Regions from separate parts of the Gossypium hirsutum genome. Here region 1 is linked to region 2. Evidence: chromatin contacts called from public Hi-C data. All regions are on one chromosome and are shown on one strand. Each heading gives the region's core, a stretch centred on a gene start, on an enhancer-like site or on the middle of the called end of the contact. The rest is flanking DNA. Distances are from core to core; before and after follow the strand shown. Region 1 holds the start of LOC107917926 (NAC transcription factor 56-like). Region 2 has its middle 4.7 kb from the start of LOC121214371.

Region 1 (4,981 bases), core at 1,448-3,947, 47 kb before region 2:
AGCACTCAGTCATGGGAGGGATATGTGTATCTCTTAGCAATTGGTTAATGCTTTGAAATTTTTTACTTTTTATTTTATATAAAATCTTAAGGCTTAAGTTATTAAATATTTTCTCTACAACCCTATTTTTCATCTTGTTTGAAATGGTAAAAAAATAAAAATTTAATGATATCTTTCTTTATTCAAACATTTTAAAATTGTTATCTTTCATTGTCGAGGAGATCAACCATCTTTGTCAAGTGAAAAAAAGGACGATAAGGGAAAAAAATCCATAGCTTAACATTTGACAATTGAAAAAAAAATTATAATAATACAATTTAAGGATTTTATATAAACAAGTGTCAATAAGGTCATAGATTAGCAATAAATTAAATCAGGTGATGGGTTTAAAAAAATTAAAATATTTTAGTTTAAAATTATAGTAAAAATAGAAAAAGTTAAAAATAGTAATTTGGCCCCATATACTTCAGCTCTTATCAACCAATTATTGAGTATTCATACCTATTACTGCTATAATGATAATTATTGTTCTAATTATATTATTAGTCAATTTATACCATTTAATAACATTATTTTCAAAACTATTTTACTTAATTAAATATGTATCATATTTATATTTTAAGAAGTGGGAAAGCTTTCTATTTTAGATATATATTTGGTATCCATTTTAAAATTTTAATTATTTTCATAATAATATTTTATTCACAATTCCAACTTAAACTTTTTTTTAATATCCATCACTTTTGAGTTGATCCATTTATATATAATCACATCGCATGCTTTGGCATACCAAATCCTCCATTTTTATAAATTAAAAAAAATTATTTGGATATTCGAGTGCTAGATTCTTTGAAAACCTAATTAACTGAAAAGCTGGAAAAAAAAAGTTATACCCTCTAGGGTTAATGGGGGATTTAGCCATAGAAATTCCAAACTTGCACAAAATATTGATATAGACAAACTATAAAACAATATATTCTTTAAAATGTGCATCATCAACAAGGATTTCTGTACAAGATTTTCAGTTTTGTATCCTAAAAACAAAATATTTTATCATATCCATCAGTTATTATTATTTATTTTCTACAGCAAGTTTCCACCTCCTTCATTCACCCCCACCCTTTTCTTCTTTTTCATTGCATCTCTCTCTATATAATAAACAACAAACTACATATATATATGTATGTATGAATGTATGTATGTATGTATGTATACAATCTATATAACTATATATATATTATAAAATTTACCTATGGCCTCAAGAGATGAAATTTGGCAGCTAACTGTTACACTCAAAGAAACAATGAGGCCTGATTCATCTAATCTCTGCCCTAATAACAAAAATCTCAAATCTTTTTTATCCCAATACTCCCAAATGCTTCAGACACTATAATTTTGACGACTGTATCAACAATTATGTAACATGATACTGACAGCTTGACCCCCACTCTACCTGGAAATTTAATTAAGAGTACCAGTTGAGTCCTGGAAGTTGATGTGGAGGACGAAATATCCCATCTCCCATTGACCCCAACATTGCTGCTTGTTGCTGCTGCAATGGAGGGGTTTGTGGTAGCTGGCTGAGCAAAGTGGCAATTGAACCATTCCCATCTGTTTTCTCCATGCTCCCATCATTGTTATCCCCATGGAATCTCTTGCTCGTCGATGGTCCGGCGGTTTCATCGTCGGTCCAGTAAAGCGATGGGAGGGTCCTTTTGAGTGGGTTAACCATGGAGGCACTGTTAGTCCCATCACTCCCCATCATTCCATCAAACAGACTATTATGTTCTTGATGTTCTAGTAATGTGCCAAAACTTGTTCCCTTTGTTGAGAAGTGGAATTTTGGATTATGTTGGCTACCGATTGATATCGAAGGTGGTACAGTACCAAGCATGTCATCCATGGAGTCATCTTTATCATGTTCCAGAGGTCTATTCGCGTTGTTTTTCTTGTAGATTCGACATAACACCCAATCATCAAGCTATAAAACCAAAAAAGCAACAAAAACAAAGATCAATTCATGATATCATATTATAAACCATTAACGTGAAATAAATATGACCAAAAAAAAAAAAGTGATTTACCCTTAGTGAGTTTTTCTTGTTGCCCAAGTCACATCCAGGGGGTTTGTTGTTAGTCTTATTATCAGCAAGCCTATATTCATGCATGATCCAATTGGTTTTGATCCCTTTAGGGGGCTTCCCTCCATAAAAAACCAGTGCCTTCTTCACACCAACCTTTTGAGTCCCTCCCGAAGTCAACACCGGCTTATCCGTCCCGGTTGCCTTCCAGTAACCCGAGGTAGCCGCCCTGTTCGGTCTCGCTCCATTCGGATACTTCCTGTCTCTCGGACTAAAAAAGTACCATTCTTGTTCACCAAACGTTGCCTTCGCTGCAAAACCCCAAACCAAATCCAAAAAGATTATTTTATCAGAATCATACAAATTTATACCCTTTTTCCATGAAATAATTTTAAAACATAATAATTTAGTTTACCTGGCAATTCCCATGGATCAAACTTGTACAAATCAACCTCAGCAATAATTGCAACCGGCAAAGGAGCGGAGCTAGCTTTTTTCTTGAGGTAGTGTACCACTAGTTCCTCATCAGTGGGGTGGAACCGGAATCCCGGTGGGAGGTTCGGCTGCTGTGATCCGGTCGACGAGTCGGTGCTCTCCATTGCGACACCTTCAAATATATATATGTATGTATATATAACTCAGTAATGAAATTGAGAATATTTTACTTTGAATTCTGAAAGTTTACCAGAGAAGAAGAGCATCATAGGACTTTTATGGTTTGTTTTGAGAGGCTGCTAAAAAAATGTTGCATAGAGTTGGCATGACCATTTTCTTTATAAATGGGCATTAGAACAAGATTAAGAAAGGTGGGCCGGGATTTAATACACCAAAGTTGGCATCTGTTACAATTTAATCCACCTAATCCCGACAAGCCACGTGACGGGTTTGAAGGTTAGTCCCGTCATTTCGCTAACGTTGCTATAGACTAAGCTCAGGTTTTAATTGGCTGAATCCCCATGCACAGCAAAGGTTGACACAAGGCATGCAAAGTAAGAAGTTAATTGGTCTAATTCTAAGTTTCATCCTTCTACTTTATGGAAATTGATAAACCAGTCCATCTACTTTATTTTGTCAAAATTTAGTCCTTTCATTTTACAGAAAATAAAAAATTAATCTAACTGCTGGAAAAGAAATATAAATATAAATTTAGTTTCGTGCGTAATAAATTGCTAAAGAGATTATAATGAGGAGGACGACAACGAAGGATTTTCGCCTGCTAATTGCTCGACACGTGTAATTCCCAAATGTGGGACTGATGGACACGTGAGCAATGAGTGGGGTGGCGGGGACCACCACCCCCACACAAGGCAACAAAAAGATAATATGGACGGACTTTAGTGATGTGGGGTGGGAACAAGCTTTACGCTTCAGATGTCATGCTTTTGTTATGCAAATCCCACCTCCCAATCCTCATTTTGGTGATCATAGCTACCACTAGAGCCACTAAACCCATGAATTTGGTCGGACCAGATCGGAAATCGGTAAATTTAGAAAAGGAAAATAAATGATTAAATAGAACAGATTGGACAATAGATAATATTTGTAGTGTTTAATATCATACTAAAATTGAAAAAATTAAAAAGGGGATTATAATTGTACTATAAAATTGGATTGATGATTGAGATGTGTGTTAATTGTTTTCTGTCCTCTTTTACTTACTTAATCTTCGAAATTTTATTTAATCTTCTTTGTCTTAAAGCGCCGACGACTATTTTCACGTCTACATTGATTGAGATTTAAGAACTTAAAATGTTAGATTCATGTTTTTATAAGAATATAGATCTATATAAAAAATAAAAAACAATTTCATAGGATTTTTTTTATAAAAAAAAGTAAAGAAAATGATAACTTAATAGACAATATTTTCAATTAAGGGTGTGTTTGATAAACTGAAAATTTAAGTGTTGAAAATTCAAGTACTGAATTTTTATTACAAAATTGTTTGGTAAATTAGTTTATTAATAAAAAGTAAACATTATTTTTTAAAATATTATTAGTTTTTTAATTTTAATCTTACTAATATAATATTTTATATTATTTTGTATAATCTTGGATGGTGGATAAATATATTAGTTTGATTATTTTATTTTTTAAAAAAGATCATTTATTCCAATTTTTTAATAAATTAAGACTAACTTAATATTTTCCAAATTAAGTGGTAAGTAGCCATTACCTACGTATCTTATTCGACACTTTTTTGTTGAAAATTTTATATTAAGTAAAAATATTAAAATGATTGCCAAACACGTTCAAAATATTAAATGTTAAAATTTTTCATTTTCAATGAAATGAAAATTTTCAATGGTTTATCAAACACACTCTAAGTCAATTTTATTTATTTTATTATATTATCCTATAAAAAACCTTATGTTTAAAATTTTGATTTTTATTTAGAGTAAAGTGAAATATTTAAAAATTAATGATAAAATGTAGAAAATAATTTTTTATAATTTAAAATCTATATTTATCAAACAATCTAATTATATTATGTAATTAATTTTAAGTAATATATCAAACAAATTTTATAATTTAAATTCAGTACTTAATTTTCTAACTCTTACTGGTTCAGCACTTAATTTTTCAATTTATCAAACAACACCTTAAATATCTTTTCTTTACAATCCTCTTACCATTTTTTTTCTACTCAACTTTTTCACGGTATTCAAATTTCATGTTCTGCAACATTAACTATGTTATGCAAAGTATATAGAAAAGAAACAGATTTTTTTTAAATAAGTTCTGAATCAATGTGAGAAAGGAATACAAAGAAGCTCATCTAGATATGAGTCTTGATCAGTTTTTTTTGATGGATTCAGATAAAACTTAAAAAGAGATAATGTTTAATTTTTTTTTTATATTTTTTAGTATGTAGGCATAGAGAATTAAACTTAATGCTAGAA
Region 2 (4,794 bases), core at 2,196-4,695:
AATGTTTAACACAACGAAAATTGAGAATAAACACTAACAACTCTCCTTATTCAAAGAATGAGTTAAACCTTAAAATCAAAAAATAAATCAATGTTACTTACCTTTACTTGGATTTATGATCATAACGAAGAATCAAAAGGTAACCCACAATAACTCAATGGCAGCCAGTAGGGAACAAACAAAAGAAAGAAAGATGGAAAAGAGAGAGAAAAAAAACGTGACAAAAGAGGAGGAGAAAGTGAAAAAGGGGGAGTGGGAAAAGTTAGACGGTAAAAAAGAGTGATTTTAGGGATTTTGATAATTTTAAAAATAAAAATAAAAACAAAATATTCTAATGCTAATCCAACCTTCCAGATTTTAGAATTTAAAATAAACTTAATTTCTAACAAATCATGAAGCAAAAAGGAACTCACTTATGTGCACAACAAGGCTTGAACCCAAAACTTAGAAATAAGTCAGAGTCTTACCACTGAACAAACAAACTCATTCTATTATAACTTGTGCGGAATTAAGATTTAAGTCAAATGATCAGGGAAATGGATTGAGTCAAAATTAAAAAAATTCATAAAACAGGGCTCGAACCCAAAACATTACGCACACAATCACAACACTCAACCACTAAACTAAATTAAATTATTTGACATAATTTAACAATCCAAACTTAAGAAAATTGGGGTGTTACAAAAGTTTTTTTCAAACCTACATCTAGAAAGACCTTAGCCTAAGTGAGATGCTTCATATTCTTAATGTTATATTGAAATTGTCACTTGAACAAAACGAAAGAGGAAAAATTTATCCTACGAGGAATAAGGATTATTTCCAAAAGGAGTTTTTTTGTTTTTGAAGTCAGTTTAATGAAGGAGATCCTCTTTGGCATTTTTGCTAAAAAAAAGGGAGAAGACCGGAAGCAAATATGCTTTGTTTGGACCAAGTTATTTACCTCTTAATTGCATTTTATTCTTTTCGATATGATATGTTGCATACTCCCTTCTTATGCTTGATAGATGATTTAATGACTCATGCTGATAAGAGGAGTTTTTAAACATGATAGTTGCTGATGCATTTCTTAAGGGGAGTTATAATCTAGTTCACTTATTTATTGACTTTATTTACCTTGTACGTGTCTTGTGTGTTATCATTTTTTGCAAGGTTTTATCAACATGCCAAATGGAGAGATTGTTAGAAACTTTAACCGTTATACTCTATTGTTTTATTTTTTGTTATAACATTGATTGGAACAACAATTGGGGACAATCAAAGCTATTTATTGAGTTAGCTATTATAACTTGTATAAAAATAATATTGGTTATTTATTTTATTAAGCAGCAGATGCGAGATGTGTTTTTATGTTCAAGGGAACTAGATATAAATGTGACAACAATTTTGAAGGAATTAGAAGAGTTCATAATTGACTTGGACTCTATCTTACTATCTTAAAAGATAAGGAGTTCATTAGTTTAGATTTACTTCAAGTAAAAAACTTATTATCTAATTCAAGTGAGACTGAACTTGTTAAAGGTTAGCCTATCCCGTATTTTTTAACGTGGATGAAGTTATTTAAAGCCTGTTTATAAATTGTCATATGCACAACAGGGTGTGCTTTGGAGTGTTATTTTGTTGAGTATTTTGGCTCTCTTTTCTTAGTCCTTTGGAAAGAGATATTGATTGTAAGGTGAAGTTTTTAAGGTGAGTAATTATAACAATTTAGAGACGACGACTTTAAAACTGCGCTTATTCATTGATGTAGGACAGATTAAGCTTAAATCAAGAGTTGTAATAAAAATTGTTCTTTAAATTAAACTCTCTAAAAGTTGAATTCAGAATGCATTAATAAATTTATTGTATCCATATTTTTACACTCTTTACTCTTATTATAATATCTAGATTCTTGTAATAAATGGGATGATGCATTGAAACTAAATGTTAACTATTTATTATAAAATTTCAAATTTTAAACAATTTATTATACCTTTTTTGAACTTTCTTATCACCATTGACTTCTATTTAACATATTCATTTTTAATTCGTAATTTATATTGCTCAAATTACAATAATGTTTTTACTCCAAAAAGGTCATGCTTGTGTTAAACAACATCACAAGATTTGTTTGTTAAAAACGCAATACTCTTTTTCTATGATTTAAAATATAAGTGTTATTAAATAATATAGTGTCTTATCCTTAACATCATTATCCAATTAAAAAAATATTGGTGCTATCAAAAATTAATTTTGAATAAAAAATTCAATATTTTTTACTAAGTAATGCATATTTTATTCAAAATTGATTGTTCAAGTATAAAAATTCTTGGTGCTACAATCGGTTGAAATAAGTCCCTAAAATTAATAGATATTCTAAAATCAAAGAATGTAATATGAAAAAATGTGCAATCCATTGAATGCAATCCCAATAATAGTAGAGATTTATAAAATTAGATTTAAAATTAAAAAACAAAAACAAAGTAAGATAAGAATTATAAACTTCAAAATTCGTTTCATATTATGAAATCAACCATATAAGCAAGAGAAAAAAATCATGGACCCAAAAACACAATAAAAGTAAAATAAAACAAGATATAAATTTTAAAAAATCCAAGCAATGAGACAAAAAATAAATAGGGATCGCCGTGAGTTGGATATTGGCTAGGCTCCCCTATCATATTAACTAGACTCATTCCCACAAAAAAAATATCACTCAATCCTAATTTCAAATAAATTATTTATTCTTTCTCGTTTGTACATTAAAACTTTATCTTGATCATGATGGACATTCACTTAATAAGATATTCATAACAAAATTCATTTAATACAACACATTTTAATAAATATAAACAATTCACCAATGTATAGCATAAGTAAGAATTTTAGTTAATTAATAATTAATCCAATAAATAAAATAGGAAGATCTTTAATTAATTACTTTCCAGAAATGGACAAATTTGAGCAAAAGTAGATATTTAAGAAATCCACTTAGAAAAAGAAAGCATCTACACATAAAATTAAGCTTTTTAACCTCAAGTTAAATCATTATTTTGGGTTAAATCAAATTTAGGAATTAATTTAGACAAAAAAAATTCAAACCCAATGAAAAGTAATTGTTAAATTCAAGCTCTTAAAAGTGATTTAACCTTAAAGCTTTTATAATATTTTTTTAATTTCAATCATTATAGATTCTGGCTAGACTTACGTACGAATTGGGTCGGTTTAGTTTGTGGCCCGACAACTCAAGTTTATTATTTGTATATTATAATAATATTAAACTTTTTATTTTGAAATTTATATATTTTTATAACTAAATTTAAATATATTTACTTTGAATTTAGATCCAACCGATTGTCTCGAAATCAAATATGGATAGTTCTAATCTAAGGTCGACAGATAATTGAAGGGTAATGCAATGCTAATCTGGTGAGTATTTGGGCTGGGTTAACAACAACACTAATCTGAGCCCAGATTATCCAGCCTATCCAATATATAAGGGCCACTTACACAATTTTCTCAAAATTGGCCCATATTATATACTAAAATGTAAAATGATGTTAAAGAAACAAAAAAAGAAAATTTATCCTGCATCTCCCAACTATGACCTAAACTCTAAATTAGTCATCAAACTTCAAAACATTCTAACTAAATCCTGAAAATATCAGCATTGTATCAATTACGTTCTTCTTCAACTTAACTATCAAATTGGGTGTTAAATGTTAGCTTAGATCTCATGCGGAACATGTTTGAAACATATGAATCAAAATCGAAACATGTTTGTACTTATCGCATGAACAACTTAAATCTAATGTGTTAAGAAAAAGAAGTAACACTTCAAAATTCTGATGACACTATTTTTACTTTAACGCATCAAATCTAAATTGTCCATGCACTAGATATGTGTGTTTAAAATTTAATTCACGAGTTTTAAACATGTTTTGTGTTTAATTCAAATTGACATTTAGCACACAAACTGATGCTAGAATAATAAAAGAATCTAATTAATACAATATTGATATTTTAAAGATTTAATTAAAATATTTTAAAATTTATAAACTAACTTAAAATATGAATCATAATTTAAGAATGGATGGTAAAATTAAACTAAAACCCCTAAATCTGAATAGATTTAATTCAAGAAAGAAAAAGACTTTAGTATCTAAATCTAATTTTGCTTATAAAATCTTCGACCCCAAATATATTTGCATTTCAAATCTATATTTTGGAACATATTATATATATATATTATAGGTGTCTGGGTAGGAAAAAAAATATAATTTTCTTTTAATTCATTATTTGGTAATGTTGATATATATATATTTGAAAAGTACATAATTTTTAATTAATATAGGTGTAAAGCCCAGATTTCGCCCGGGCCCAATAACAAATAAAATACCCATAGTCCATTTTACATAAAAAAATAAACCCAATTTTGCCAGCCCAAATAAAATACCTTAGGCCCAATACAACCCTAGCCCACAAACAATTTGTTGCAGCAACAAAGGAGAAACCCTAGGGCGCCGTTGACCGCCGCCTCTGTCCATGCGCGCCGCTTTATCTCCTCACACACCATCACCACGCCTCTGACACCTGCAAAGAAATTGAATACAACCATAGAGCATGCTAACAGAAATGACAGTAAATAGGCAGATAGAGGATAGTTTAATAATAGGATTCGGCTATAAAAGCCATAGGATCCCCTTGTAAGTTTTTTTTACGAATGCACATCAAAAAAATCAGAAATAGAACGGAGTTTTAAAAGGTTGAATCTGATTATATATAATATATATTATAGGTGTCTTGGTAGGAAAGAAA

The links. Hi-C and Micro-C count contacts between places; a contact is called where the count stands out from the background.
Region 1: a Hi-C map of leaf shows a contact between it and region 2, with 1.6 times the contacts expected there. The contact joins the promoter of LOC107917926 here to the enhancer-like site in region 2. A contact is called at or near these places in 6 of 34 Hi-C or Micro-C datasets (anther, leaf and petal).

What each region holds. Positions count from the first base shown.
Region 1 is chrD01:7,660,219-7,665,199 of Gossypium_hirsutum_v2.1, forward strand. LOC107917926 (NAC transcription factor 56-like) reads right to left here and starts at 2,698. Exons shown (of 3, transcript NM_001327142.1): 1 at 2,497-2,698; 2 at 2,085-2,392; 3 at 1,384-1,981. The coding sequence starts at 2,680. The coding sequence ends at 1,466.
Region 2 is chrD01:7,706,501-7,711,294 of Gossypium_hirsutum_v2.1, forward strand. No RefSeq gene overlaps it. Among protein-coding and RNA genes, the nearest start is that of LOC121214371, 4.7 kb to the left of the region's middle. Within about 2 kb of position 3,446, at least 1 of the 9 cell types and tissues checked has an H3K27ac peak or open chromatin away from gene starts, as enhancers often do. A contact at or near this core is called in leaf, where this site is marked.